Linked DNA regions of Gossypium hirsutum: region 1 is linked to region 2. The links are chromatin contacts, called in public Hi-C maps. All regions are on one chromosome and are shown on one strand. The core of a region is the stretch at or near the end of the contact, and the rest is flanking DNA. Distances in the headings are between cores, read along the strand shown.

Region 1 (3,704 bases), core at 342-2,841, 170 kb after region 2:
ATGAACTGAGATAAAAAATTAATTGAGTCAACTGTTAATTTTTTTTAATTTTTTTTAATTTTTTATTTAATTAAAATAGAATTAAAAATCACATCCATTGAAATGAAAATTAATTAAGTGAGGGGTTCAACCATCTATTAATTTCAAAAACCACAAATAGGATATCAAACTTGCAAGAACCAATTTCGATAATTAATATATTAAATATATAAATATATTAAACTTATATGACAAATTATTAATATATTAAATTTATATAAATACAGATTAGGACACATTCTTTAAGTGGATGAGAATAATTATCTAATAAATTTAGTAGAAATTGAAATAAACGTTAATATAATTTTGATTGAAAATGATAAAATTGAAAGAGTGAGCATTAAAATATCTTTAGTTTAATCTCACCACATACATATAATTTTATAAAAAAAATATAATTACCTTAAAATAATATTTGTTCATTTGTAAAATGAATGGACATTTGATAATTTCACAAATGAGTTAAGAGCTGGTTGAGGGTGAAACAAATGATAAGTTAAAAAATTGTGATTATTTGAGTTGAATCATTGTTATTTTATTTTATTTTTTTATGATATAAAAAATAAATATTTGTCGAGTTATATAGATCAGTGATTAAATCTCTTGTTAGATACCTATTTGATATGGGTTCAAACTGTGTGAACCTATCTTTTTTTTAATAAATAATAAACATCACTAAGCGATTACAATAAAATCATAAATCAAAACCCAAATTGTCCTTTTGAATCAACCTCTTATAGCTTGAAGAGGGATGGAGAATATCTGGATACTTATGAAACTTGGGCAGCATGTTTAGCCATAAAATATGCAACTTCAATGTGAGCTCTGGGAATGTGACGGATCCGAACTTTCTAATTTCGATGCAAAAAATGTTTAACCCCAATATTATATAAAAAAATATTTATATTTAAAATAATGAAAATAGCGTAAAATGTTGATACTTGCATAGTCTCTCCTAACCGCGCACTCAAACCCATGTCCTCCAATATTGACAACAATGTCTATGCCGGTTAAAACTCAATTGACAAAACTCGTTTATTTTTTAATTAAAAAAACATTTAATTTTTTTTCTTTTTTCTCTTTTGGTCCTGATTTCTCAAAAGAAAAAAGAAAGAGTAAAATCTAAATCTAGGATATGATTATAATTATAATTAGAACCTTATGTCTCCCTCATAAAAGGTTGATTAGGTTAAAGATGTTCAAAGCCCATATGAAAAGTAAATCATGATTAGTTACTTAATCTCTTTTGTTAGGAAGACTAAATAATTAGTCTGTTTTATTCAATTACTCATAAATTATTTATTTAATATTTTTGTTAACATCATGCTTTGAGTTTAATTTTGGATAAACTTGATAAAATAACACCACAATGAATATTTCTTTTTTGCGCAATAGTTTTATCGTAAAAATGTGATTTTTTAAATTAGAAATAAAGTATTTTTGTATATCAAAATTAGGCTTAATATTTATAAATTTATATTTAAAAAATAGGAATAAATAATAAAATTTCATTCTCACCTACTTTTACGAGCGTAACATTATCCAAATGAAAGAAATAAGGGAAATTAATTGATTCCTTAAAACAACAAACCTTGGAGACTGTATTTGTTTGAGCTATGGGTTGTTCTTCACGTAACTTCATTTCTAGTCATCCTCTCCTAACTTTCCTCTTCATTTATTTGTCCTTTTTTCTCCCTTTGCATAATTTATTCTCCCTTCTTCCAAATCCCCATTTCATTCAAGTATAAATATTGCATAACATTTGATTAAATCACTATTATGATGTCACTGTTCAAATCACATGGACTTGTTAAAATTTCATATTATCTGTAAAACCAAAACAAGTTAAAGGGGGTAATGTGAATAAATTGAAAGTTTACGTCTTCGAATCCGTCCAATATCACTGTCAACAAAACCGCCTATATCCAGGTTCCAGAGCGATATCAATTTACCATGGTTTCTCCAGTATAAGAAGCAAGCAGAAATGGACGCTTCTCCTTACTAGGGGGGGGGGGGTCCTTTGGATAAGATCAAACACCACAACATATATTTTCTTTTTTACCGTTTTCCAGTTAGTTTTCAACAGTTTTCTCTCTTCTCCCTTCTTCCCCTTATTTTCTATATAAACCGCCTTGCCTTCCTTCTCCATTTCCTTTCTTCTTATACTTACCCTCTTCACTCTGAATATTTGGGTTTTGGTTAAGGTTTCAACAATGGAGGTTTTGCATTTCGTGTTTGGTGTTTTTGGTGGGTTTTTCTGTTTCTTTTCTTCAACTTTGTTTAATGTTTTTTTTTTAATTTATGGTTTTTTCTGTGGTGTTTTTTTTTGGGTACAGGAAATGCCACTGCTTTGTTCCTCTTCTTGTCTCCGACGTATGTATAACAAAGCAACTGTTAAATTATTTTCTCGGGAAACAAACACACAAAGACTAATCTTTTCTTTTATGAGTTTTGATTTTAAATGTGAGAACTTTAAAACGGTTCTTCTTCATCAATGGAAGAAGAACAAGTTTGATCTTTTCTTTTCTTTCTTAGCCAGTTTGTTGGTTATTGGAAACACATGCAAACAAAGACTAATTTTTTGCCAGTTTCTGGTTTTTGGAAACCAAGTTGAATCAACAAATATATTATTTCCCCCCCAAAGAAAGGTGAAACCATTTGTTTTTCTTAATGTAGAAATTCATGTTGGTTTTTTTTTCTTTTTAAAAATATAATTTTCCTCCATTTTCTAGTCTTCAAAATGGTTATAGGTAATACTTGTTCACTTTAAATTTTTCTCTTCTCTACACATTTTGGGTATTTTAAAAAAAAAAAAAGAAGAGAAAATTTCAATTACCATTCAAAGATTGATTTAAAACTAATTATTTTGTTAAATCATGTTTAAAATTTGAAGGATTACATTTAAGAGGATCATTAGAAGTAAGTCCACAGAGCAATTCTCTGGAATTCCCTATGTCATGACCTTGCTTAACTGTCTCCTCTCTGCCTGGTGAGTTTTTATAATATTTTTAGATGATGTCAATTTCTTTTTTGGAACTCCAAAAGTGTGAAGAACAAATCTGCTTTAAGTTTGTTTTAATTATCTAGAAAAAGTTAAAAAGCAGCCTTATCATTCATTTAAGGCAAATCTTCATTTGTGGTTTGTGACAAATTTTCCCATAGGTATGGCCTTCCCTTTGTATCTAAAAACAACATCTTGGTATCAACAATCAATGGGACTGGTGCAGCAATTGAGTCCATTTATGTATTGATCTTCATCATCTATGCCCCAAAGAAAGAGAAGGCTAAAATATTTGGGCTTTTCACTTTTGTTCTCACTGTTTTCACGGCCGTGGCACTCATTTCCCTCTTTTCCCTCCATGGAAATGGCAGAAAGCTCTTTTGTGGCCTAGCTGCCACCATTTTCTCCATCATTATGTATGCTTCTCCACTTTCAATCATGGTAAGCCTCAACCTTACAAAAAAAGAGGAAACCCTTTTTCTTTATTTGTGCTAATTCCATCCCAATCATTACAGAGGCTGGTGATCAAGACCAAGAGTGTTGAGTTCATGCCATTTTTCTTGTCACTATTTGTGTTCCTCTGTGGTACTTCATGGTTTATCTATGGTCTCCTTGGTCGTGATGCTTTTGTTGCTGTAAGATATATGCCAAGTTCTTAAATCTC
Region 2 (3,620 bases), core at 121-2,620:
ACGGGGGCTAACGGCACGGTAACCGAACCCCATGTCGCCGTTACAGAATACAATCTCGTTATTGTTGGGTCCGCCGGGGGTGTTAACGGAAAATATGTCGGCGTTAGAGAGGTTGGATGCTCTAGGGGTGAGGCAAATGGAGGATGATAGAGCCGATTCCGGAGCCGATGACGTGGACCGCCTGATTCGGACTCGAATACGGCCGTTGATGTCGGTTTCGGATTCTGTACGGAGAGGATCACGACCGTCCAATGAAATGACGTCGTTGTCGAGCTCGAATTTGGAAATGGTGGCAGCTGTGGGGCCCGGGAACTGGGTTTTGATTAAGAGCGTTGCCGCCCTGTATTCGAAGAGGAATAGCAATAGTGTGTACCTGCACTCGAAACGACGCCGTATGATTTTTATCTTATGTAAGGTTTTAATAATTCATTGTTATCTTTTTTCAAACAATATTGAGCTGACTTTTGCTTAGAAAATCACTCCCTAGTTTTACACGGTCAACTTTGATTTAATCCCAAAAAAAACCATATAAAATAGTTTTAGTTGAAAATAAAAGAAAATGGTCAAATTTTCTAAAAAAAAATAAAGACAAAAGTAATAGTTTGTGTTTTATTATATAAAATCATGCCACAATCAATTAAATGCAGAGACTATTTGAATATCTAATCACTGTATATTTTAGGCACTTCAATCATGTTATTTGTTTTTGGATACATCATCGCTGTTTTTGTATAGACAAATGTTTTTGTTTTTTGTAATAAAGATGGGGTAATTATTTTTTCATAATATAAAGATGAGATAATTATTTGATATCAATCCCATTTTTTTTCAACACAAATCCCTAGCAATTATACCATTTTAATCCGAAAAGATATATAAGATTGGAGTTAATGTATACCAGATGATGCATTGAAGAACAACGAGTTGAACCATGAGACTTTGAGTGAAATCTCCATACATAGCATTAAGCAAGGGGATGCCCATGACGAGAGTGTTGGGCAAAGTGGCGAGGGAGAAAAGGGTGATGAGCCAATCGAGTGAGCCACCAGGGAAGAATATAGCCCAAACCGAAAGCAAAGCAAGGACCAACACCTTGGACACCGTGTCCGCTATGATGAACTTGGTGTCCATCTGGTACGGGTTGTTTTGAGCTATGAAATGGAATGACAACACCGGCACCGCGAAAACCGCCACGAACCGGTTGATCCCCGAACACTGCTCCGGGCTGAATATTCGCCACCATTTCACCGATCCGTACGCTATTATCATTGCGAAATACAGTGGAACCATCGCACACATCACCTTGTAAAAATCACCCCCTGTTATCATCTTCACTCTTCTTCTTCTTTTTTTGGTTTTTTATTTAATTTTTTAAAGAGAAAATGGAAGAGATTATATAGAGGATTTATGGACAAATTTGGCCCTCGAAAAGTTGGTAATTTACTTTCTAAGGTACTGTAAGCAGCGGGAATTACGGTTCCAGATCTAATGATTAACTTTCTAATATAAATTTTCGTGCATGGGTTTGATAATGATATATTTTTATAATTTGACGTTTATATATATTATGAATGAATTATTGACATTTAATATTAATAAATAAAGTTATATGAGATATTTAATTCTAAAAGGTTTTAAAATTTTAATAAAGCCATACATAATCTATCAAATATGATATTAAATCATATGACAACCTGCATTTTGTAATATAGATTCTCTTAATATACTCTACACCATGTTTAATGTTATTATGAGTTCCTATTTGATGTGATTTTGATTTCCCTATTATCCCATATATACTGTTGATTCAAGCCCAAATTAATTATCTTACTTTGAAAACTAATTTATTTTTGTATCTTGATTGAATCGATTTCATTAATAATTATTTATTTAAAATATATTATATTATTACGATGGTATTTTTATTTTTTTATATAAAACCAATGAAACTTTAAATATAATTATAAATTCAACCAAAATTTTTAATAAACATAAATCGATCATAAAAATAAAACAAAAGCAAAATAGTCTAATAATTTGGTTTTCAACAAAACTCGGGTACTATCATTATCATTCGGTGTCGTTTCAGTCTACTGTTGACTATTTCCCCAAATAAAAAGCTGCAATAATGATTCATGAAGTGCACTTTGGGAAAGTAAAATAAGGGGGGTAAACTCTCCATGATATATAGCCATGATCTTATGTAAACACTGTGCTTTCGTCCCACACTTATTAGCCAGGTTGTTAAGAAAGTCCACTTTTTCTGTAAAATCTATTGTCAAAAATTATAAATTTGACAAATTTATGTACATATGATGAAACATAGATATTAATAAATAGATTGGATGTATATGTATAAAGTGAAAATAAAAAGGAGCTTTTGGTGGTCAATTTTTGCACGTATAAAGGGTACACATTATGCAGCAATTTACGAAGTGGTTTGGTTGATGACGATGGGGTCGAGGGTGGGGGATCACACGATTGGCCGAGCCTGCCTCTGCCAAAGACAATGGGACCATATCAAGGCATGATTCATCCACAAACAGCCTATACTGAAAGCTGATTATTCTGCCTATATCAATTATATATAAATGTGTGTCAAACCAACCGGGAACCAGCTTGCATGTTCTCATGTTTTCCATAATTTTTTTTTATGATTACACGATTCAAATATAATATAATAATCAAAACATGCGGTAAATTAAGAAATCACTGAATACATATGAAGTTGTTAAAAATTAATTTATATACTATAAATGATCATATCGAAATATATAAATATAATACTTGAATATACATCAATTAAAATGTTTCAAAATAAATTTTATTCCAGTTGCATGCTGCATATGGATTCTATCACGCACTCAATGAAAGCAAATGTAGTCTTTAATCGAAGAGAGAATATACAATCCGAATGCATCGTACGTGCAACATTTACATTTAGTAGTCATTATTTTAATGAATAAGAATGAGATACTTAATCATGCATCCGTATGTGTCGATAATTATAGATTTGAGGTTACAACCTATGCTTTTTAAAATTTTTAGGATTCATGCTAGGAAAGCCTATGAACCACCTCGCGTAGAGAGTAGCAAAATGGGGCTTGCTCGGTTATCATATCTAGAAAGCAAACAAGATGGATCCTCTCACCAAACACCATTGAACCATTGAAATACCAAGTTGAGTTCTAATCATAATATTTGGAGACAAATTTTATCCCAAAGAAATTAAGGATATCCTATGAGAATAACACATATATGATAAGGTTATTAGACGAGCACTTGATAACTAGCTTTCGTAATGATATATAATGGGGAGAGCACAATCATGGCACTTTAGTGATGTAATCCAAGTTGAAGTATCGTTCCCCGTAAACACATATCAAAATCTTTCTCTCAATATCTTACAGTTTTAACTTTAACATATATTACCACGAATTAACTTTTACATTGACATATCAAAATCTTTTTCTCATTTCACAAACATAACATAAACACTTAATTCACATGTTCACTTTTACATATTATTACACATACACATACACATACACATACACATACACATACACTTTTACTTTCACATATCACTTTTACAGTCCTTAGTGAGTCTTAGAGGAGTT

What was found. A called contact is a pair of places that touch in the nucleus more often than the background predicts.
Region 1: a Hi-C map of leaf shows a contact between it and region 2, with 2.6 times the contacts expected there. The contact joins the promoter of LOC107910421 here to the promoter of LOC107910425 in region 2. A contact is called at or near these places in 5 of 34 Hi-C or Micro-C datasets (hypocotyl, leaf and petal).

Annotation. Positions count from the first base shown.
Region 1 is chrD02:11,197,797-11,201,500 of Gossypium_hirsutum_v2.1, forward strand. LOC107910421 (bidirectional sugar transporter SWEET1) reads left to right here and starts at 1,592. Exons shown (of 6, transcript XM_016838256.2): 1 at 1,592-2,286; 2 at 2,376-2,412; 3 at 2,933-3,028; 4 at 3,202-3,481; 5 at 3,556-3,675. The coding sequence starts at 2,253.
Region 2 is chrD02:11,028,648-11,032,267 of Gossypium_hirsutum_v2.1, forward strand. It overlaps LOC107910425 (auxin efflux carrier component 6), which reads right to left and starts at 1,371. Exons shown (of 7, transcript XM_016838263.2): 1 at 899-1,371; 2 at 1-373. The coding sequence starts at 1,329.